Linked DNA regions of Mus musculus: regions 2, 3, 4, 5, 6 and 7 are each linked to region 1. The links are chromatin contacts, called in public ChIA-PET, HiChIP or PLAC-seq and Micro-C maps. All regions are on one chromosome and are shown on one strand. The core of a region is the stretch at or near the end of the contact, and the rest is flanking DNA. Distances in the headings are between cores, read along the strand shown.

What was found. Hi-C and Micro-C count contacts between places; a contact is called where the count stands out from the background. ChIA-PET counts read pairs in DNA pulled down with a chosen protein or histone mark. HiChIP or PLAC-seq counts read pairs in DNA pulled down with a chosen protein or histone mark.
Region 2: a Micro-C map of embryonic stem cells shows a contact between it and region 1, with 2.7 times the contacts expected there. The contact joins the promoter of Mboat1 here to the promoter of Uqcrfs1 in region 1. A contact is called at or near these places in 6 of 39 promoter capture datasets (the 3T3-L1 cell line, cranial neural crest, frontonasal cranial neural crest and 3 more), 5 of 484 Hi-C or Micro-C datasets (embryonic stem cells, granulocyte-monocyte progenitors, nephron progenitors and 2 more), 8 of 115 datasets of contacts at active chromatin or transcription factors (the SCID.adh cell line, bone marrow-derived macrophages, embryonic stem cells and 2 more) and 2 of 9 other capture datasets (embryonic stem cells and liver).
Region 3: an H3K4me3 HiChIP or PLAC-seq map of bone marrow-derived macrophages shows a contact between it and region 1, with 3 times the contacts expected there. The contact joins the enhancer-like site here to the promoter of Uqcrfs1 in region 1. A contact is called at or near these places in 5 of 39 promoter capture datasets (the 3T3-L1 cell line, cranial neural crest, frontonasal cranial neural crest and 2 more), 5 of 484 Hi-C or Micro-C datasets (CD4 T cells, granulocyte-monocyte progenitors, nephron progenitors and 2 more), 4 of 115 datasets of contacts at active chromatin or transcription factors (bone marrow-derived macrophages, embryonic stem cells, memory CD8 T cells and 1 more) and 1 of 9 other capture datasets (pancreatic islet).
Region 4: an RNA polymerase II ChIA-PET map of effector CD8 T cells shows a contact between it and region 1, with 21 read pairs. The contact joins the enhancer-like site here to the promoter of Uqcrfs1 in region 1. A contact is called at or near these places in 3 of 39 promoter capture datasets (the C10 cell line, hippocampal neurons and pre-B cells), 1 of 15 datasets of contacts at CTCF or cohesin (large pre-B cells), 1 of 484 Hi-C or Micro-C datasets (bone marrow-derived macrophages), 4 of 115 datasets of contacts at active chromatin or transcription factors (the SCID.adh cell line, effector CD8 T cells, memory CD8 T cells and 1 more) and 2 of 9 other capture datasets (adipose tissue and liver).
Region 5: a BATF HiChIP or PLAC-seq map of CD8 T cells shows a contact between it and region 1, with 8 read pairs. The contact joins the enhancer-like site here to the promoter of Uqcrfs1 in region 1. A contact is called at or near these places in 10 of 39 promoter capture datasets (the 3T3-L1 cell line, 3T3-L1-derived adipocytes, the C10 cell line and 6 more), 2 of 15 datasets of contacts at CTCF or cohesin (CD8 T cells and the NIH/3T3 cell line), 18 of 484 Hi-C or Micro-C datasets (3T3-L1-derived adipocytes, the AML12 cell line, B cells and 15 more), 15 of 115 datasets of contacts at active chromatin or transcription factors (the 230-238 cell line, CD8 T cells, the NIH/3T3 cell line and 11 more) and 3 of 9 other capture datasets (adipose tissue, liver and pancreatic islet).
Region 6: a contact with region 1 is called in an RNA polymerase II ChIA-PET map of effector CD8 T cells, with 31 read pairs. The contact joins the enhancer-like site here to the promoter of Uqcrfs1 in region 1. A contact is called at or near these places in 3 of 39 promoter capture datasets (the C10 cell line, the HPC-7 cell line and liver), 2 of 484 Hi-C or Micro-C datasets (bone marrow-derived macrophages and granulocyte-monocyte progenitors), 5 of 115 datasets of contacts at active chromatin or transcription factors (CD8 T cells, bone marrow-derived macrophages, effector CD8 T cells and 2 more) and 2 of 9 other capture datasets (adipose tissue and liver).
Region 7: an H3K4me3 HiChIP or PLAC-seq map of the SCID.adh cell line shows a contact between it and region 1, with 16 read pairs. The contact joins the enhancer-like site here to the promoter of Uqcrfs1 in region 1. A contact is called at or near these places in 8 of 39 promoter capture datasets (cranial neural crest, embryonic stem cells, frontonasal cranial neural crest and 4 more), 1 of 15 datasets of contacts at CTCF or cohesin (pro-B cells), 26 of 484 Hi-C or Micro-C datasets (LSK cells, Sertoli cells, Th1 cells and 15 more), 21 of 115 datasets of contacts at active chromatin or transcription factors (the SCID.adh cell line, T-cell acute lymphoblastic leukemia, acute myeloid leukemia and 12 more) and 4 of 9 other capture datasets (adipose tissue, embryonic stem cells, embryonic tail and 1 more).

Annotation. Positions count from the first base shown.
Region 1 is chr13:30,543,779-30,546,754 of GRCm38.p6, reverse strand. It overlaps Uqcrfs1 (ubiquinol-cytochrome c reductase, Rieske iron-sulfur polypeptide 1), which reads left to right and starts at 1,439. Exons shown (of 2, transcript NM_025710.2): 1 at 1,439-1,721. The coding sequence starts at 1,508.
Region 2 is chr13:30,134,964-30,137,939 of GRCm38.p6, reverse strand. Mboat1 (membrane bound O-acyltransferase domain containing 1) reads right to left here and starts at 1,450. Exons shown (of 13, transcript NM_153546.4): 1 at 1,178-1,450. The coding sequence starts at 1,273.
Region 3 is chr13:30,152,870-30,155,845 of GRCm38.p6, reverse strand. The region is part of intron 1 of Mboat1 (membrane bound O-acyltransferase domain containing 1); the gene reads right to left. Among named protein-coding and RNA genes, the nearest start is that of Gm23206, 6.0 kb to the right of the region's middle. Within about 2 kb of position 1,390, at least 51 of the 459 cell types and tissues checked have an H3K27ac peak or open chromatin away from gene starts, as enhancers often do. A contact at or near this core is called in bone marrow-derived macrophages, granulocyte-monocyte progenitors and memory CD8 T cells, where this site is marked.
Region 4 is chr13:30,931,762-30,934,737 of GRCm38.p6, reverse strand. All of the region lies in intron 4 of Exoc2 (exocyst complex component 2), which reads left to right. Among named protein-coding and RNA genes, the nearest start is that of Hus1b, 15 kb to the left of the region's middle. Within about 2 kb of position 1,562, at least 75 of the 459 cell types and tissues checked have an H3K27ac peak or open chromatin away from gene starts, as enhancers often do. A contact at or near this core is called in the SCID.adh cell line, adipose tissue, effector CD8 T cells and 2 more, where this site is marked.
Region 5 is chr13:30,874,477-30,877,452 of GRCm38.p6, reverse strand. Exoc2 (exocyst complex component 2) reads left to right here. Exons shown (of 28, transcript NM_025588.2): 15 at 53-210; 16 at 601-722; 17 at 2,133-2,194. Among named protein-coding and RNA genes, the nearest start is that of Hus1b, 72 kb to the left of the region's middle. Within about 2 kb of position 1,407, at least 5 of the 459 cell types and tissues checked have an H3K27ac peak or open chromatin away from gene starts, as enhancers often do. A contact at or near this core is called in CD8 T cells, memory CD8 T cells and regulatory T cells, where this site is marked.
Region 6 is chr13:30,833,072-30,836,047 of GRCm38.p6, reverse strand. The region is part of intron 23 of Exoc2 (exocyst complex component 2); the gene reads left to right. Among named protein-coding and RNA genes, the nearest start is that of Irf4, 85 kb to the right of the region's middle. Within about 2 kb of position 1,492, at least 87 of the 459 cell types and tissues checked have an H3K27ac peak or open chromatin away from gene starts, as enhancers often do. A contact at or near this core is called in CD8 T cells, the HPC-7 cell line, adipose tissue and 4 more, where this site is marked.
Region 7 is chr13:30,257,594-30,260,569 of GRCm38.p6, reverse strand. No RefSeq gene overlaps it. Among named protein-coding and RNA genes, the nearest start is that of Gm40863, 24 kb to the right of the region's middle. Within about 2 kb of position 1,504, at least 31 of the 459 cell types and tissues checked have an H3K27ac peak or open chromatin away from gene starts, as enhancers often do. A contact at or near this core is called in the SCID.adh cell line, T-cell acute lymphoblastic leukemia and Th1 cells, where this site is marked.

The sequences.
Region 1 (2,976 bases), core at 190-2,689:
GGGGTGAAGACTTCCATCTGGAGATTCAGCTGAGAGAGAAAAGGTTAGATTGATCTCTGCCATGGTGGATATTCACTCCTGGTTCCTTAGGTGAGATCTACATGGAGTGCATGCTTCTCTGGGGTTATCCCAGGTCCTGTCCCTGTTCAGAACATAACTGAATGAAGTGACAGTGACAAGAAAGGACCCAGACTAGGCAGCAAGTATCCTCCCTGGCTAAGGACACCTGCAATCATTCCTCTGTGAGGGCCCGGATCTCCTGGGTGTTGTTTTACATTGCTGCTATAACAAACATAGTGTCTTAAAACAACACAACTACATTGTTTTACAATTCCAAAGGTTTAGAAACCAGCCAAGGTCCTAGAGTCCATGTATTATACAAGCATCATATCACAATCATGCCAGAGTGTGCAGTGCTTAAATTCTTAGTTTTTTTTTTTTACTGTTTTTTCTTTTTAAACCCTAAAAGAATAAACGAAGTATTTGGTATAGAGAAAGTTGTATGGATGAGAACTTCATTCTTTGAAAGTGAATGCCATCTCTAAACTCAATTGTCTGTGTGAACTTGAAATCAAGGTTTGTTCTACTTGGAAAAGTGGAGATTTTCAAGTGTAAGAGGGATTAACGTTTATTAGCACCTCACAGAGACTTTGTTAGTGGTGTAGTCAGAACTGAAAGAGAAGTTAGAAAGTTGGCAGTTTTCTCACTATGTGAAGGAGAGTAAGAGTCCCTCCCTTTTGTACTGCTGAACATCACTTGGGAAACCCCACTTGTTCAGAAACAAACAAACAAACAAACAAACAAAAACCCCTCAGGGGTCTACAATACTCCACTGCTTCCTGGCAATCTATGCAGAGCAAAGGGTCTAAGGACCAGGTCCTTCACTGGTAAAATGCTGGTATCAATAGTGTTATTTCATCAAGATCATAATTACAAATGAACAACGAAGGAAACTACCAAATCAAAAGCGTAGTAGATCATGAATAATCGTAAGCCACCGTTTTGTTTTGTTTTGTTTTGTTTTGTTTTTGTCAAACCTTGCATATAGGTTTCTGGCTCTTTTGTTGTAAGAAGATCAAAATCGTCTTGGCAAAAGACAAAAAGCGGTTGGTATTTATTCTAGGTGATAGGCGTTAGGAAGTAGTAGTAGCCTGTTGTTTTTTTTTTTCTCATGCCTCGGTCGTCCCCGATTTAAGGTTTTGCCCTAAATGAAGGATCTCAATCACGACCACAAGAAATCCCTCCCGACTTCGGTTTTCCTGGGGCAGGGCGACCGAGTCAGACACCAGAGTGTCTCCAGGCCCTGCCCTTTCCTGCCCGGGCCCCAACCTGCGCCCGAAGCCACGCCCCCAACGCGGCGTCCCTCCCGATTCGCTCAACCTTGCGAAACGCCCTTTCCGGCGTCGCGCTGACGTCACAAACCCTGCGCCTCCCGCTCCTCTTCGGGCCGTCGTTCGAACGAAAGGTCGTCCCTGTGACCGACGAGGTGGTTTGAGCAGCTGTCGCCATGTTGTCGGTCGCCGCCCGCTCGGGCCCGTTCGCGCCCGTCCTATCGGCCACTTCCCGCGGGGTGGCGGGCGCGCTGCGTCCTCTGCTGCAAGGCGCGGTGCCCGCCGCCTCGGAGCCACCTGTTCTGGATGTGAAGCGACCCTTCCTGTGCCGCGAGTCCCTGAGTGGCCAGGCCGCAGCCCGGCCTTTGGTGGCCACGGTGGGCCTGAACGGTGAGCCGGCTTCGGAGTACCCCGATCTCGTTCCCTGCGGCGGCGGAGGGCGGTGTGCTGGGATGTGGTGGGCCGGCCGCGGCTACCTTGGCAGGCCGAGCGCTCCCCGGAGCAGGCGGGCTCACGGTGACGGGATGCTCCCGTAGCTGCATCCCCCAGGAGTCAGGAGCCGGTCTGCACGTCAGTCTGGGTTCCCTCCTCAGGCTTCACTTGACTTTCTTGATTAAGATCGGCCTCCCTGTATCATGGCTAAGATACTGTTAGTTACAGGAATTTGACCTTGGGCAAGTTTCCTCGATGTTACCACAACTTTGTAGGGGTGTTGTGAGTCTTACACTAGAGAATTCTATGTAAAGCCATTGGTACGGTTTAGACGATAAGTGTTCAAAATAGAAATTGAAACAACCATGTAGGAAGTTGTCAGTGTACTGGTACAGTCGCTTTTCAGCATCTTAACTCCCTAGCAGCCCCATCCCTATAGACACAAAACCAGCCCTGTCAGTTCCACTGTAGGGGATCAGCAGTGGTTTCAGATACCAGGCTCTACGGCTTTCATAATCTTACTTAGTCGTGAAGGCGAGGCAGTCAGAAATGATACTTTTTTTTTTTTTTAATACAGAAAACAGAGGTGAAGTGACCCACACAGTGGGAATCTATGCAGTGCGGTCTCTTCCTAGTTTATCTAAGTCTGCTTCACATTCCCTTGTGACTTAAAAATCTAGAAAGCTTTCTGGTGTCTCCTGAAATGTGGGAAGCTGCACTGGGCTCGTTTGGTTTCTGCTCCGATAGTTGACTGACTCTTCACTTTTTCAAGTAGATTAAACCTTGATTTCAAGTTCACAGGGACCATTGAGTTTAGAAATATCATTCACTTTAAAAGAATGAAGATCGCATCCATATAGCTTTCTCCTCTATACCAAGCAAAGTAACATACTATGATTGTTCAGTGTATTACCTACTTGGCACTGCTTGGGGTTGAGTTTATGACCTTTCTACATGTCAACCAAATTGCCTTCTTAGACAGCTTTTCACTCTGCATTCATTCTAATCCTGCCTCTCTGTCTGTCTGTCCTGCCTCTCTTTGAGGCAGGGTCTCACTATGTATCCTAGGCTGTCCTCAGACTCAAGGTCTTCCTGACTGTCTTCCCAGAGCCACCATGGTTAGCTTTTCCTGCAGATTTTTAATGATCCCCACTGGGTTTGCTGTTTATCTCTATTTTAGCCATTAACCTTAATGTCAGGTCAGATTACAAAG
Region 2 (2,976 bases), core at 201-2,700, 410 kb after region 1:
CTAGGCAGGTCTCTAACTCGGAGCAATCTTCCTGCCTGTTTCCCTGGCACTGGAAATACAAGCATGCACCTCGAGACCCAGCAAAGGAAGGGAAACTAAACTGGGGAAACTCAAAGGAAACAGATTAGTAAGGAGAGCAGTGGGTCTTACTCCAACCTGTCCTGCCTGAATCCATTCAAACCATTACATCCTACACAGGGGACATAGCCTGAGGCACCGAAGGAAATAAGGCAAGACTACATACACCTCAGGAAGACTTTTCTTGACCTCAGTACGGAGGCCAGAAGACAGGACAGACCCTCCAGCATACTACAAACTCTACCACTGAATTGCACTCCAGCTGTCTTTGGCAAAATTCCTACCAGGTTACTGTTGCCAGTTTTACCTCTAATGTAGCAGGCAACTCCTGAACAGTTCCAAAGAAGTCCCCACAGCCCTTTTCCTCCCAGGGCCCGCCCTACTCATCAGTTTCGCACAGCAGGGATGGATGAGAACTGAGTAAGGCCCTCTGAGAAGCATCTCAACACTGTGGCGAAAGGATCACCAGTTCTAGCCCAGCCTAGACAAAATAAGAGACTTCGATGCCAGCCTGAACTTCAGAGTGAGTGCCAAGACAGTCAGGGCCAGATGCTGTCTCAACAAACGGAATAAAAAAGTCATCACCATATACTATACTATAGACCTACGCATCTGGTTAGTCAGGCTTTTTACTTTTTGTTTGGTTTTGTTTGAGAGTTGAGGCTTCTCCTCAGCATCCTAGACAGAGAAGACGGGAACTCGCTGCAATTTCCCTGCCCCGGGCTCTGAAGACCTGGATTAAAGGCGTGATCCACCACACCCAGCTGGATCAGACTTACTCTTAAAGTAGGATCGCCTAAATTTAAAAATCACAAAGACTTTTATCTACACTGGTGGGGGAAATGCTGGGTTCATGGATCACACCACTAAATAATTCGATCACAGAGCAAAACTTAAAAGTTCAGTCCAACTTGCTAGCTTAGGTGGACGTATAGTTTTCACGCAGAAAAAGCAGCCAACTCAGAGAAAAAAGAAAAAAAAGGGAAGAAAAAGCTCTCGCACGTGTAGGGTTCATAGCCATAAACTAGGCTCTGAGCGAATCCAGGTCGCAATCCTGTTCCCAGACAGAGGGTCTGGGTAGCGGGTGGGACGCTGTTACCTGATCCAGCGGGATGCCCAGGAGCTGGCTGAGCGGGTGCAGGCAGGTGGAGCCGGTGGTACGGTAAGAGAGGCTGGCGGGCGGCCGTGCTGCCATCCTGCATCTTCAGGGTGCTCTGTCGCCCGGGAGCTGCACACTGGCCACCTTGAGGGCTCCTGAGGACCTCGCGGGAACCTGGCGCCGACTCCAGGGCGCGGACCTGGCGCTGCGGGACCCCGCGCCTGGGAGGGCAGGGCCCCCACGTTCTGCTTCCCGCTCCGCACCGCCCGCCGCCCATTGGCCAGCAGCCGGGGACGCCCCGGAGGAGGAGCCGGGCAGAGATGGGCGCGGATCCCCGGGAGCCCGGCCCGGGGCAGGAGACCGGGAGACGCCCAGTCTGTTCCCCAGTTCGCCGCCCTCCCCGGGCGCGCAGCGGGCCCGATCCGGGTTCCTCCGAAGCCGTCTCACCCTCCTCCCAGGCAGCTGGGGTGTCCTGTGCTCCAGTTTCAGGCCCGGCTCCTGCTGCTACTCCGGAAGCCAGAAGAGACCTAAGAGCTAACCAACACCGCTCATTTTGCTTACATTTTAAAGATTTATTTATTTGCAGTTTAGAGGCAGGGTCTCCTGTAGCCCAGACTTTCCCTAAACTCCCAAATACTGAAATTACAGGTGTGCACAAACATAAAACTCCACTCCAGATTATTATTCTCCTTCGCGTCTCCTTCTCCTCCTTCCCTGTGTCTTTGATTGTGTTCTGAATTCCTGGTGCTCCCTGTCTGGTTGTCTCTTCTTTCTCTCTTCTCTCTTCTCTCTTCTCTCTTCTCTCTTCTCTCTTCTTTCTCTCTTCTCTCTTCTCTCTCTTCTCTCTCTCTTCTCTCTCTCTTCTCTCTCTTCTCTCTCTCTTCTCTCTCTCTTCTCTCTCTCTTCTCTCTCTCCTCTCTCTCTTTCCTCTCTCTCTCTCTCTCTCTCTCTCTCTCTCTCTCTCTCTCTCTCTCATATGTTTTTTACTTTACATGTATGTATGTACTTGTGAGTAGATGCCACTGGAGACCGGAAGAGTCCATGGAGTTTCAGGAGATTGTGAGCCACCATGTGGGTGCTGGAAATAGAACTCCGGCCCTCTGCAGCAAGAGAGATTGCTCTCAGGTCCTGAGCCATCTCTCCAGCACCCAAGGTTGTCATTCTTTACCTTCTCTGGTCAAGCCACAGTTTCTAGCACCCTAATCCACTATCTCTGCTTCCTTCTGTGACTTGTCTCATTTTCATCTGGGCCGTTTCTCTCCAGTAAGCTTCTGTTTACTGTTTACTACCCACGTGATGACGGGTCTTTCACTTGCTGAAACAGCTCTGTATCTCTGTTTCTTGAGAAATCCTTTTCAACTCACTAACAGACATTTTAAAACATCACAGAGACCCTTCTAGCACTTTACCAGTCTCTGCTGCATCTAACCTGATGTCAAAGTAGCTGCTCACATTGGAAGTCTGAGAAACACCCAGGGACCTACTGAAGAGAAAGGAAGCCAGGAACCAAGAGATCCCTCTGGACACACAAACACCTTTTAAAAGATTGTGTGTGTGTGTGTGTGTGTGTGTGAGAGAGAGAGAGAGAGAGAGAGAGAGAGAGAGAGTGTGTGTGTGTGTGTGCCTGTAGAGGCTAGAAGGGAGAGTCAGAGCTGTAGTTACAGGCAGTACTGAGCAGTTCATCCACGTCCTGTGTGCTGGCATCTGAAGTCCAGTCCTCTGGGAGAGCTGCAAACATTCTTAACCACCCTTAACCACTGAGCCATCTTGTCAGCCCCTGCAGCCCTTTGCTTAGGTTG
Region 3 (2,976 bases), core at 141-2,640, 390 kb after region 1:
TCCCTGTCCCTGCATCCCAGACATTGACTAAGGAAGCTCCAAGGACAGGCTTGGTAAATCTAAGATGGTATGATGGAGTTGTCCATCTTAGACCACTGAGAAGAAAGCACCTAGGGTTGTAGGTGTAGCTCAGTGGTAGAGCATTTACCCAGCATGCACAGAGCCCTGGGTTCTGACCCCAGAAGCACCAAAACAACCCTAAGACAATTCTTGAGAGATAACTCTTTGCCTCTGTGTTTTAACAAGGAAGACTTTTTATCTGAGTTTCAAAACCGAGGAGCAGATAATATGTGTTAACCAAACATTTACTAACTAAAGCTTTCCCAAGAGCTGGCCATACCGTCTGAATCATATGCTCACATTACAGAGATGAGGCCCCAAAAGTGTAACTGGCTTGCACTAATAAATATCTGCTGTAAGCCTAGAAGGAACTCTCCATAAACCAATTCTTGCTATAACTGCCATCACTGAGCAAGGTGAGGTCACAAACAGATCTCAACAGAAAACACAAAAATCTGTCACCCAACCAGGCTCTGAAGTTTTGTGTGTTTTCATTCCTTCAACTTGCCACTCCAAACCCCTTGCATTAGAAAAATAGAGTCCCAGTGTACATCAGCCTCTGCCAGAAGCTGAGCCTCCTCCCAGAGCTTGAGAGATGGCTCAGCAGGGAAGAGCATACCGCCCTTTAGAGAGGACCTGAGTCTGCTTTCTGTGTGCTTATCAGCAGCTCATAGTTACCCATAACTCCAGCTCAAAGAATCTGATGTCTTTGGTCTCCACAGGCACCTGCACTCACATGGGACTCTCAGAAGGTCCTAGGAGACCAAAGAAAGTGGCAATCAAAAGCAGCACTCAAATCCAGGATCACACAAGTAGCATTTATTAAAGCCTTACAGACAGGTGGGTCCCTGAACCCCAGAGCAGGAGTTAGGGGCTCAGATGCAAGTCTATACAGGAGGGAGCTCAAGCCAATTAGAATGTTGTAACCTCTCAACCTCTCACATTGCTAGTCTCTCAAACACTAGCAACATGTCAGTGTCGGTTAAGAGACAGCCAGAGTGTCAGTGGCTGTACTGAAACTCTTGGCTGTCTTAGCAACTTTGTCCTACAAGGATTGGAACACTTGCCAAAATCACCTGACTGGCCTAATGGTGCTTAAGAGGGCTTTAATTATCTCAAGGCAGATACCTACATTCCTTACAAGTATATTACAGCCTCCTGTTGTTTGAACAACATGCACTTAAAAGTTCCTATAATGAGGAGAGTGAATGGAGAGGAGATGGCGGCAACTTTCTATGATCATTACCAAGGTCAAAATCTAAGGAGAACTTGTGAGCTGTGCCAAACGCATGACGGGTTGTGTGGGCGGGCCTCTGTGGTTGAGGGTTAGAGAAAGAGAAGTTAAGAATTGTTCATTCTCAAAGATTACCCAACCAGGAACCTGAAGATTTAAGACAAGCTAAAGTTCTTTCATCATCACAGAAATGACTTAAGATGTAGGCAAAGATTTTAATAAAGCCAACTGTAAGATGAAAGTAAAACCAAGCACAATTACATACTGATGCAATTGTAGATTGATGTTCCAGTCTTTTAACTGGAAAATCCTGTGGAGGCTGGGAACATAGCTCAGTTGAAGAGCACTGCCCAGTGTAGGCCCCGAGTTCTATCCCCAGCACAAGGAAAATTGCAAAAGGGAGAAGGGGAAGAGAAACAGAGGTGGATGGAATGAGAAAGGGAATAAAGAAGGAAGAAGGGGAGGGAGGGAGGAAGGGGAGAGAAAAGAGAGACGAGAAAGAGAAGGCCCACAAAAGTACTGGTCCTAATTCAATTTCTACCAATATAGTATATATGAAGTTGATTGGCAGAATAAAACTAAGAATTCTAGGTTATAGTTTTATAGTTAAAAGGCATCAGCATGGGCTTTATGCAAGTCTCGGAAGAGCAAGAAATGTGCCCACGCTCACCCTATCAACATCTCCCACTAGTTGACTGTACTTACTACAGCCAAAGAACTGTTTTGACTCATAGTTACAACTAGGTGAAAGTTAACAGGGATCATTGTTCTTGATTAGACTCCTGCATTGGATCCAAATAGAACAGGCTGAAAATAAAGTCACCCCTTCAAGGTCTCTATCACTGTGCTCCTCCATCAGTGTCAAGATGCATCATAATGAAATTCTCTCTGCCATTATCCTTACACACGAGCACACACGCTCACACGTGTGCACACACACACACATACACACCTGATGCCAATTAATTAGCTATTTCCCTAGTATTTTATCTTCTACGGTTTCCATCTTAAATGTGTGAAAGACCTAGTCCACAGCCTATAGCATTATGGGAAGATGGTTTTGTCTCAAGAGGCAGAGCCTAGTGAAGGGAAGTTAAATCATTGGAGGTACACCCTTGAAGTGGATATGGAGTCCTAGGACATTTCCTGTCTCTCTGCTTCCTGGCCACCATAAGTGGTCTCCTCTGTCATATGCCCAGTGAGGTTACTATTACACCATACCTGCAAAGCAATAAGACCAGGGAACTTGAATCCTCTGAAGTCAAGATCCAGTCTCAGATAATTTGACAAAGCAACAGCAAACAGACAAACATCCTCTCATAGGCCCTGCCTCACAGGAGAAGGGGCTAAAATGACCACTCATGGTTCTGGTTTTGTTTCTGCATGGTTCGAGAGCTGGGCCCAACAACCCAAGATGCTTTTCCCAGATCATAGGAATCCTTATTCAATTGTATGGAATGAGAGGCTGACTCACTCTACAATTGAAAATAAAACCAAAAATAAGTAGATACTTAGGGAGGTAGAGGGAAGACTGGTAGATTATTAAATTACAAACATAAGAGATTATAGATACATGATAGATGACAGAAAGGTAGATTGGTAGATAGCAGGTAGGCAAGTAGGTAGGTAGATAATAGGTAAGTAGATAGATGGTAGATGATGGAAAAGGAGAGAGTAAGAGA
Region 4 (2,976 bases), core at 313-2,812, 390 kb before region 1:
ATAGAAGGTAGCAAGTTAGTTCTAGTAACGTCTTACCCAAATCTGCGTGTTTCGTTTTCTAAGAATGAGGACCATTTTTTCCCACTAACCTTTAACTACCTAACCTTCATGTCTACATCAAAGATCATTAATACTTTTGAGAGCAAAGCGCATTTTCACTGCTATGGTGTCCCTGCTCAGGTGGATACAAGGGGCCCATTTTGGGTAGGAATTGTTTGTTGAAAAACCCTAGAGTGTAGGAGCTTTTAGTGAGCTTGGGATGTCTAGGTAGCATCTTTAAAGCAGGGGCATTCTAAAACTGTCTCAATGATATTTGATACCCTGTCAATTAAAATCAGGACAGTTCAAACTAGAAGGGTAAAGGGTGGGTGTGTGGGAGCACACTGTCAACTATGCATACATAGGCTTGCAGTTGATAGAAAACCCATGAAGGGCCTGCATCAAAACTCCTGAATGTTAGCTTCTTCTTGATGCTGCTGTGAAGTACGGGAAGGAGGGATCATTCTGACTGCTCTTCCTTAGCCTTTACAGGTGAAGGAGACCAGGGCGATGCACGTGCTCTATAGGGGCGTGAGTCAGACCACCTGTGCTAGACAGGGTTCCTACTGCTGGGATAAAACACCACGGCCCAAAGCCACTTGGGGAAGAAAGGGTTTATTTTATCTTACCACTCTTAGTTCACAGTCTGTCACTGGGGAAATCAGGACAGGAACCTGGAGGTAGGAGTTGATGCAAAGGCCATGGAGGAGTGCGGCTTACTGATTTGCTCTGCAGTTTGCTAAGCCAGTTTTCTTACAGCACCTAGGACCTCCAGCTGTTGTGTGACAGAACATTTTTAGAGAGACAAGTTACGTGTCTACTCATGCCAGATAGGAATCCCATGACAGGCCAAAGTATGGCTATCACCAGTCCAACTGGTGAACCAATGAGTTTTAATGGGGTTACTTATAGGAATATGGCTAGAAGGGGTTACTCATAGGATCAGAAGTGACTCAAAGACAGCTGTTTCACTAAAGCCCACCCCAGCATGGGTAACAGCTCACAAGGCTAGGAACCTGGAATATTGCACAGCCTGCGGGCAGCTCAACAGGTTGTAGAGTGTTCTTTCTGGGCGATAAGTTTGTCCAAACCTCTTCTAGGTAGCTTAGCTTGTTTCTGCTTCTTCCAGGCAGCTGTTCTAGTCTCAGAGTCTTCTTTTCAGCTCATCCTCACTTTGGGAGAGAGTCTCAGCTTTAATGCTTACTCTACCTCATAGGAGCCTAGTGAATCTGGTCAATTTCAGGGACTTCCTAAAGCTATTTTGCATTGTTTACCTTTCTGCTTAAGGAACTTGAGGGTGGAATGTTTTAATGTTGGAGAAAACTGTTATATAGACACCAGCCCAACTCAGTATCACCCATAATAGGCAGGGCCCTATGCCTTGCCTACAGACCGATTTTATAAAGGCGTTTTCTCGTTTGAGAGTCCCTGTTCTCCAGCTTGTGTCAAGTTGACACAGAGCTGAGCAGCATAGCAGCCAGTGCTCATTGTCGTAGTTGCTACTTTCACTTTCATTCTGACAGATGTTTTTTCCATAGTTCTTACTGCCTCGTCCTCTTCTTACCTTTTGGCCTTGTGCTGCTAGCCACAGAGCAGTTTGATTCGAACCATCTCTAGTGGCATTGTAGTCAGGAAGGCAGGCAGAAAAAATGGCATGACAAAAGGACTTGACTTGCTTTGGAATTTCTTTATATTTCTCTTAAGAGGTAGTGTTCTGTGACTTGGAGCCAAACTCTGGCTTTGAATTCGGCATGCAGGGCGGACTGCTGCCCACTTGAGGTCTGGCCTAGGTTTCTTAGGTTTTTCTCGTGGGCTCTTGTGAGGGCTGTACATGAGGACAGGTGAGCGCTGCAGCCATAATGGCTTGTGTGCTTAGTGATACCTTGCTTCTCCCTGACTCAGAACAAAACCTTCTAAGTAAATAGTGTAATTTCATTCTGTTGCTATGATAAAATGTCCTGACCAAACGCAACCTAGGGGAAAAAGAGTTTGTTTGACTTAAAATTCTAGGTTATAATATATTATTGTAGGGAAGTCAAGGCAGGAATGGAAAACATCCTATCCACAGTCATGGATGAAGTAAGAAGGCTTCCTGCTCAGGACTCCTGTAGCTCACTCTTAAGCAGCCCAGGACCCAGCTCAGGGCATGGTACCACCCACATTCAAGGGGTTCTTCCCACCTCCTTTAACAATTAAGACAGTTCCCAACAGACATGCCTACCAGCCAACCAGTCTAGATCATCCCTCTGTCAGAGCCTTTCCAAGATGATTCTCGGTTGTGGCAAGTTGACATTTAAAACTATCACAGTTAAGTTTATATAATAATAAATTGTGTTAAAATTAAAAAATAAATATTATCTAGTCAAACAGGTTTTCTCTCCTTCCCTGTCTTCTTCTACTGCTCCTTCCCTCCCACCTAAGACAGCTACAAAGATTTTCCTGACTTCTGTTACAGGAGGATTTGTTTATCCTTTTGTTGTGCCTGAGGCTCTATCCTGAGTTGCACCCTGGCCCAGGTACAGAAAGAGTGAGGGAAAGGAGAGCCAGAGAGTCAGACATTAGTGAGAGTCTGGCTTCCTAACATACTTAATATTTTTTAGTAAAATCCTTTTGTTCCCCTAATAATGTTGCATTCGGATTAGAATCCTTACTGCCTTTCATTTTACTAATGTCCTGTATGAATTTCTAAAATCATTAAAAAAATTAAATTGTTGGATGAAGAGCATGGAGATCTTAATATTATTTGCTAGTGTAAAAGTAGTAATTAACAAGGTCTGAAGAAGTATAAATGCATCTCGTAAAATAATCACTTGTGGTCCTGGTGACTTGTCAGACTAGTGGGAGGCGGCCTTTGGAAGATGAGTCAGCACTCAGTACTTGCCTGGGAATGTGAGGTTCACTACAGCCGACTTAGGTGTGCAGTGGAAGGGTGGGGAG
Region 5 (2,976 bases), core at 158-2,657, 330 kb before region 1:
CAAACTCTACCAGGTTGATGACCATAATGCAGTTTTGCTTTTCATTTTCTAGAAAATGATTCAAGAAGTAATGCACTCCCTGGTGAAGCTGATCCGGGGAGCCCTGCTTCCACTCAGCCTCCGAGAAGGGGATGGGAGGCAGTATGGCGGCTGGGAGGTGCAGGCAGAGCTTTCGGGGCAGTGGCTCGCACACGTTATCCAGACCATAAGGCAAGTGTGGGCACGTGGGAGCCATGCTCATGGAAAGGGCTCAGTGGGTTTACATGCATTTGTTTGCTGTAGTGGTTTTTAAAACAGTCAACACCCCAGAGTAAGATATGCTACTTAACATGTCATTGAGGAATTTATCTTCTGCCTCTCTGTCCTGAGGCTCCTATTTCTCACTTATCTAGCCAAGCAGTTCTTCAGCATGTCTGGTATATGTGCTGGATGAGAGTGTCATACTGTCTGTGCACCCATCTGCTGCAGAGACCCTGTACTGTTCCTGCTGCGCTCATGCTGTCACTCCTGAGCTCCGTGAGGCATACACACAGGACAGTCCAGGCAAGGCAGGGCTGCTCGGATCCCCCTTTTCTCACTTGTGTTTTATCTGTTTGCCAGGCTAACATATGAATCACTGACCGCCCTGGAGATTCCCAATGACATGTTACAGATTATCCAGGACCTAATTTTGGATCTCCGAATACGTTGCATAATGGTGACATTGCAGCATACGGCCGAAGGTATCTTAGTTTTACTGGACAAAGTTACCTGAGCTGGCTTCTTTCCAGCTTCCAAAGCCTTGAAAATGAGAGAAAAATAGTGTTAGATAAATTTGCACCTATTTATTCATTTATAGCTGTAGAATAGAATTTTTTCTTTTTTTTAAGTATCTTTTCAAAACAATTTAAGATTTAAGGCATTGCAGAAGTGAAGGTAGATATACTTGAAACTAAGAATATAAGAATACCTTTATAATAAATTTTAAATAGAAACTGCTGGATATAGAAATTTATGTAAAATATGGTCCCAGGTTAAAAACATGTGGATATTTTCTAAGTTGATTTTAAAAGTCACATGAAATCAGAACACCGTTAGCAGTGTTTCTATGAATATTAGAAATTATACATGCTTTTCTTTATATTTCCAGAATTTTCTATATAGAGCCACTGACTTAGTTGGGGTGCTCTTGCTATGAGGAAACACTGTGACCATGGCACTTCTTATAAAGGAAAACATTTCATTGGGTCTGCCTTACAGTTCAGAGGTTTAGTCCATTATCATCATTGTAGGAAGCATGGCAGCATGCGGGTAGACATGGTGCTGGAGAAGAAGCCGAGATTTCTACTTCTTGATCTGTAGGCAGCAGGAGGTGAACTGAGCTGCTAGGCTTAGTTTGAGCATATGAGACCTCAGAGCTGGTACCCAGTAACCCACTTCCTCCAACAGAACCACACCTACTCCAACAAGGCCACATCTCCCAATAGTGCCACTCTCTCTGAGCCTATGGGGGGCATTTTCTTTCAAACCACTACATCCTCCAAAAGTTATTTTTTATAAGTGACCTTTAAAGTATTAAGTGTTTAAAAAAAACAAGAACTTTGTTATAAACAGCATAGGCTGGTATCGTCTGCCACCAGGGTTCTAAGTGGGGAAGGCCTTGCACTGTAGAATTGGAAGTTAAAACATGTGTCAAAGGAGAGAATGGAATGCAGGTAAGAAGCTAAACATGCCTCCCACCTGCACCTACACAAGCCTGCCCTGCTGAAAGTTTAGGTAGGTGTCACTCCACGTGAGAGGTAGCCACCATTCAGGATCCAGAGGGAGGGCTCAACACTGACGCTAAGCCACTCAGAGCAGAGACCCTGGAGGGCTCGTTTTGCACAAGTCTAGCACTGCTGCAAAGAGTACCGAGTAAGCAGTCACTGTTGTGAGCAGCTTTTCTCCTGGTAGTGCATTGCATGAACATTTTGTTAGAATATGTGAGAAAAGCATAACTAAATCCTCAGATATACCAATATTGAGTTTTATCTCTGTTTTCATAAACATATGTAAAATACTAAAAGCTACAAACCTATAGATGTTTTTGTCTCTGTTGAAGTTCAGTGAGATAATTATACTAGAAAATATTTGTGTCCTTGTTTTCCATGTAGAGATAAAGAGATTAGCTGAAAAAGAAGACTGGGTTGTTGATAATGAAGGACTGACTTCCCTAGTAAGTTGGATTTCTTTTTTATTAGTCATTAGTGTTTATTATATAGAATAAATGTTTTATGTTAATAAGGGTCATACTTATTTTACACTATACTCTAGTTTCTAGAAATTATAAAGTAATCTTAAAGTATCCTTTCCTGGAGTCAGTTTTACTGACTGCTGATCACAGCCATCTAAGTGAGTGAAAGCGGGGGCTTGTTCACAGGCGCATGGCCTGTAGCACTTCTTCAGTCTACATTGCTTTTTTATTAGAGCGGGCTTATTTCCACACCACTTAGCAACTTACGGGCTTCAGAAAGTCAATGTTGGGGACAGAAGAATGATGTTTGCCCCCAAAGCTCAAAACCAAGCAAGACAAGAAGCACAAGCTGACATGTCTAGTCTAGAAACATCCTCTGTAGGAGGGGGTTGAGAATTACAAGAGCCTTTGAGAATAGGTCTTATAATTTTTCATGTTCTCTTGCCTGTTTGAAGGGTGCTCCTAGCAGTCTGATGGGGACCTAGTCACTACTGAAACACAGGACACAGGACAGGGGTTGCCTTTTCCCCTCACACTGGCCAGACAGCTCATCATGCGGCCAGCCAGGGTCACTGTCTGCCTTTGTGACTCTCTGCTCAGGTCTCTGTGTGGCTCTCCTGGTGGTTCTATTGGACTTACTCCTCTCAAGAAGAAAATACAGCAATCTCTGAGCTGCCATAGCCACTGTCTTAAGAGGCTGCTGGCTAGAGGGTGTCCCCGCGCCCCAGGAACAATGCTGCACAGCAGCCTATGTGGCTTCTGCC
Region 6 (2,976 bases), core at 243-2,742, 290 kb before region 1:
AGGATATATCTAGCAGAGAGGATATATCTAGCAGAGAGGATATATCTAGCAGAGAGGATATATCTAGCAGAGAGGATATATCTAGCAGAGAGGATATATCTAGCAGAGAGGATATATCTAGCAGAGAGGATATATCTAGCAGAGAGGATATATCTAGCAGAGCACCGGGAAAGCAAGCTTCTTGTGAGGACAAAGAGCAGCTCAGGGGCTGGAGTGAAATAGCCACTTGAATCCACATGTGTGAAGGAAGATTGCATCGTAAAGAGTCAGAAACAGAATCCCGTGTATGAAATGAGGAGCTGAGCCCTCCTCTATCCTCTTGCTCCCCTTGGATTGTGTGTCTTGTCCTCAGAACCATCTCCGAAAGCTGTTATCGAAGCTCTACAAATAAAGGCTCAGGCAGGTAGACAGCCCCTGGGGAGCCAGAGGCTCACTCAGATCCACCACCCTGCCCTTTCTACGTAACCTCTGTCTTCTGCCATTGGATCCACCAGTGCAGAAGCAGCACTTTGTGTCTTTAATACTCTCAGCAGATTAGTGGCTTGTGCAAAAACATAGGACTCTAGAGACAGACACTTGTACCTGGATTCTTACTGTGGAAATGGGGCTTGACTAATTCACAACTGTTGACTTCTAGTTTTCACATGACCAAACTTTTTAATATCTAGATTGATCCTTTGATTTAATGACTAAAGTTACAACAGTGGGCCACTCCTTCATATGAAAGATTAGTCTATGGAGCTGGATGTTGAGGATGAGGCTCACACCCAGTTCTTTCTCTGCCCCACAGTTGGTTCCAGTGCTGGGGCACCTCACTACAGCTCACTGCTCTCATAAGCCCGAGAGCAGCTCTGCACCTTCTGCACACGGGTGCCAGGCCATGGGCGGGCTCCTCACATGGGCGGGCTCCTCACATGGGTGGGCTCCTCACATGGGTGGGCTCCTCACATGGGCGGGCTCCTCACATGGGCGGGCTCCTCACATGGGCGGGCTCCTCACATGGGCATGCTCCTCACATGGGCATGCTCCTCACATGGGCATGCTCCTCACATGGGCATGCTCCTCACAGCTGACGTGTTTTCCAGAGTCCACAGCTCAGTAGCCTGCTACCCAGCAGTGCTTCCAGCCCAAGCGTCAGGTTTCAATCTTACAATCTTACTGAAATAATATTTTCTTTAAACTGGCCTCCTTGAGATTTTGAAAATTGAACAGTTCCTATTTATGCAATATTATGTTCAGAGTGGTAGTTTACAGTGTGAATAAAAACTCTCATTTGCATGGAGAGAGTGAATCTTTTTTGTTGTTACTTTCACTTTTCCAGTTAAGACTGCTTTCTAATGAAAGGCTTGATGAGGGGATGAGAGAGGGGTGTGTGTGAGTGTGTGTGTGTGTTGGTGTGTTAATGTTGTGTGTGTGTGTAGTTAGTTGAGACAGAGTAGTTTTAATGTGTCAGTTCGTGTTAATTCTGTCTCCTTTGAAGGCTGAAGTTCAGGATGTCAGGGTTATGAGGAACTGGCTGACTCGTGCGCTAATGCTGCAGACTGTTCTGTGACATGCGCTGTTGATGTGATCCATGGTTCCTGTAACACATCACGTAAACTGCTGAGGAGAGGCTGGGGACTTGCGTCCCCCTTGCCTATTTCTAAGTCTTGAAAGCTGTTTTTCTAAACAGCTTTTAATAATAAGGCAGTTTATTGATACTAAGTTCCACTGAATTTTATTTATATGTATATAAAAGTAAACCATGAACTCATTAGTATTTTCATTGCTGGTAATACTTTGTTTTCTAAAGAGTAGAGTTTTCCTATGAAATCCACCATAGTGATCAGTAGGACCACATTTTGATACAGGAAAAGTCCTGGTATAGAAAACAGCACTATAGAGGCAGAAGTTATTATTCACACACTCACAGTAGGGCCACCTTGCCCCTGAGGATACAAGTCAGTATGGGAATGTACACCAAAACAGGGAGACCTGTACTTCCAACAGAAATTTGCTTTCTCCATTACAACAAAAGCTAATTGTATTATGTGATATTTAGGCTTCTTTGTCTGTTATGCCAATACTGATAAAGTTTCTGACTATCTTTAAAAAAAAAAAAAAAAAACAGGCAGTATGTGTCTTTAGAGTATAGTTGAATAGATAGTTTACTTAAAAAGAAAAAAAAAAAAAAAAAACAGCCCAGGCTTCTTTCATGTAATGTTTCAGTTTGACAATTTTAAAAAGTACATTGTGGGATATTTATAGTATTTTTCGATCTATTTTTGTCAGTAGACTAGGAGTGCTAACTGATTTAGGGCACAGGGGTTAAAAACAGGAAATGTGGTGTACGAAGTAGGTTGTCTCCAGACTTTCCAATTTCTTGAAGTATTACCTACCGGGGAGTGCCGGGTTTCAAAACAACACTAGCAGAGAACTTTGAGTTTGTCCATAGAGAAGCAATGTCTGTTGTGCCAGGAAGTGGTTCACGGGAAGGAAGGTCTGCATTCTTGGTATGGCTTCACATGGTACGGCATGCTTTCTGTAACTCCTTTTGAGACTCCAGACAGGCAGAGGAGTGAAAGGCTTGGCTTCGTCCACCTTTACATTTTGCTTAAAATGCTACTTGATTTTTTTTTCAATGAAAAGTTTTGTCAAATTGCTGTTTAAAAGTTTTCAATGAACTGTTGAGTTGGGACATGTTGTAGCACCAGGCAACCCATGGTTAAAATGCATGGAGAAGCAAGACCTCTGTTTCCTGTGGCCTTTTGAATGACAGCTTGGCAGAATCTACCAAGACTGAAAACCCTCCAACGCAGCAGTTCCACCTCTAGGTTATCCTATTAAAATAAAATGAGCTAGGTGATACATCCCTGTAGTCCCAGCACTCGGGATGCGAGGAGGGGGATTATTGCAAATTCTGGACCAGCAGGTCTACAAAGTACATCTACATGTGTACTATATGAGCTCAAACCTATGACATTTCTGGAAAAGACA
Region 7 (2,976 bases), core at 255-2,754, 290 kb after region 1:
CCATCTTACCTCTCCCTCTTACAGGTCAGAACAACAGAATCTCATGATGTATTTAAACTATACAATCACTGCAGAAATCTTTGAATCAGTTCCTCAAACTATCTCATTTAACCCTCACATGAGTTACTGACTCACCTAACAGGAAGGGTACAGAGAGGCTGTTCAAGTTCTCCAAGGTCACACAGCAAACTCAAAGCATAAACCTTAACCTGTAGCTGGTGCCACCTCCAGTGCGTCTGGTATTTTAGGTCTACCCACCATCCTGTTTTTATTTGTAACTAACGAAGGAAGAGGCGACTGGGGGGGGGGTCATCATTTTTTCAGCATTTCACTAGCAGTTACAGTTCAAAAGGGGCAGCAGAGAGGTTAAAGAGTGTCCAAGCCATAAAGGAACGCTGGGCTGGCAATTCAACAAGAGCCATCGAAATTACTGCAAATGGCCACAAGAGGTCGCTACTTCACACCGCTTCAGAGAAATCGCATTCAAGCAATGATTGGTAGCTGGCCTGTGCTGAGATAGGTCATAAGCAGGAGAGGTACTCTGGGATTGCTTCCTCTCAAACCTACACTGCAAGGTGTAGATTTTAAGTTAGGCTGAGGGCCAGCCAAGGGGATGGCTCAGAAGGATAGAAGTGCTTTCCTTTAAAAAAGACTTGTTTTGGGAGCTGGAGAGGTGGCTCAGGGGTCAGGAGTGTTTGCTATTCTTGCCAAAGAGCTGGATTCTGTTCCAAGCACCTGCATGGCGGCTCAAAGCTATCTCTACCTCCAGTTTCAAACCTTCTTCTGGCTTCTTGGGCAAGGTGAACACACGTGGTGCACATGCAGGCAAACATTCATATACATAAAATAAAAATATAAAGATTTACATTCTGTGTGTGTGTGTGTGTGTGTGCACACGCGCGCGCATGCACATACCTTCAGACGCCTGTAAAGGGTTTCTGATCTTCTAAAGCTAGCATTACAGATGGTTGTGAATTACATTGCATGGTGTGAGTGCTAGAAACCAATCCTCTTGAAAGAGCAGCGAGAGTTCTTATCGGTCCAACCATCTCTCCACCCCAAACCCGCAATATACAGAATTCTCCTTACCCAAGTACTCAGAACTCACACAAAGGTAGAAGGAGAGAACCGAGTCTACAGAGTTGTACTCTGATCTCCATACATACTACATGGCACATGCAAGACACCACACACACACACACACACACACACACACACACACACACACTGAAGCTTAGAAGCTAGGAAACCATTAACCATTAACCATTAAGAATCTCTCACTCCTCTTTCCCAGGCCGCTTTGTGAAAGCAAAAGCCAGTGTAGTCCCAAGTGCAGGGGAAACTGAGGCAGGAGCATTCTCGTGCCCAGGAAAGTCAAGGCAGCTGGGGCAACAGGAGCCCCTGTTTCAAATCAAAACTAAGTTTGCCACACCACTGCCCTGGGTCCGCTCTCACACACACTTGGTACTTTGAAGCACTTCCTCCTCACTCCTTGTTGTTGTTCTCCGACAGTAGCTGCTTCGGACTCACAGGAAGCTGATTCAGCAAAGTCCCAAAGGCAGCATGTCTGGGTTTAACTGCTCTCTTCTGGGAATACTATTCGCGCTTTCTGCTGTAATTGAAGACCACACTGCCGCTGTGAGTGTATGTGTCACATGCACGTTAGCCTTTAGAGCCGGCTATGGCCTTTGCTTACCGGTATGGGTGAGGGGTTACCATTAGAACCCAATTTGCATCTGGGGACATAGCTCAGTAGTGGAGTTCCCGTGGCCTGCAGGAAGCCGTGGATTCCATCCCCAGCACCGCATACACTAGCACTATAATCCCAGCACGAAGGAAGTGGAGGCAGGAGGATCAAAAGCTTAAAATCATCCTTGTCCAGGTAAGAGATCGGCCAGGCAACGTTATGTGTGTGTGTCTTTGTCTTCGTAAAGAAAGAAAGGGGTAGGGGGAAGGCCCCCAGTTTGCAAATCACTGTTTCGAGTTCTTAGAAGTGAGGTGTTTTTTTTTTTTTTCATCCAATTTTTTTATTAGATATTTTCTTCATTTATATTTCAAATGCTATCCCGGAAGTCCCTTATACCCTCCCCCCGCCGTGCTTCCCTACCCACCCACTCCCACTTCTTGGCCCTGGCGTTACCCTGTACTGGGGCTTATAAAGTTTGCAAGACCAAGGGGCATCTCTTCCCAATGATGGCCGACTAGGCCATCTTCTGCTACATATGCAGCTAGAAACACGAGCGTACTGGTTAGTTCATATTGTTGTTCCACCTATAGGGTTTTTAAAGGACGGCATTATGTTATGCAGCCCCTCAGAGTTTCCCCTTCAGCTTTGTTGACCAGTGATAAAATATGACCATGAAAATTAATTGTACATACTTTGGACCGCTGGATTCTACTAGTGTCAAAATATGTTTATAGGTTGTCAGTTTAATTTTGTTTTGATCTTTGAGAGAAAGTCGCACTGCATAACCCCAGCTGGCCTTGAATATAAGCTGAAGGTTTGCAATAGGTTATTAGTATTCTCTGCTGAGGCTCTTTTCTCTAATGTTTTTATTGAAACGATGAATTACTAATCATTCTCTCAGCACCTGGTTGGTTTGGAGGTAGTGGATTAAAAGGCCTGCTTTGCCCTGAGGGTCCATTTTCCCTGTACAAATGCACCTGCCTGTTGAGAGAGCAAATAAACAGCCCATTTCTGCTTGGGGCAACTGGATGACTCCGGGAAGCTCCGTCCCCAAGTGGTGATGGCCAGTAAGCTATAGTTAAACAGCGAAGGCTTGTGATTGACTGACCCTGCCAAAAGTCAGCACATAGTAGGCCCACTGAAGCCAGGCAGTTCTTTCAGCAACCTCTGCTTCCACTCTCTATCATGCTCACTGGAGCAGAAATGGATGGGAGATCCCTCGGCATGAGATGTCCCTACAAGCTCGGGGTGTGTCAGACTTCTGTAAAAAGAAATGTGTCTCCAAAGGC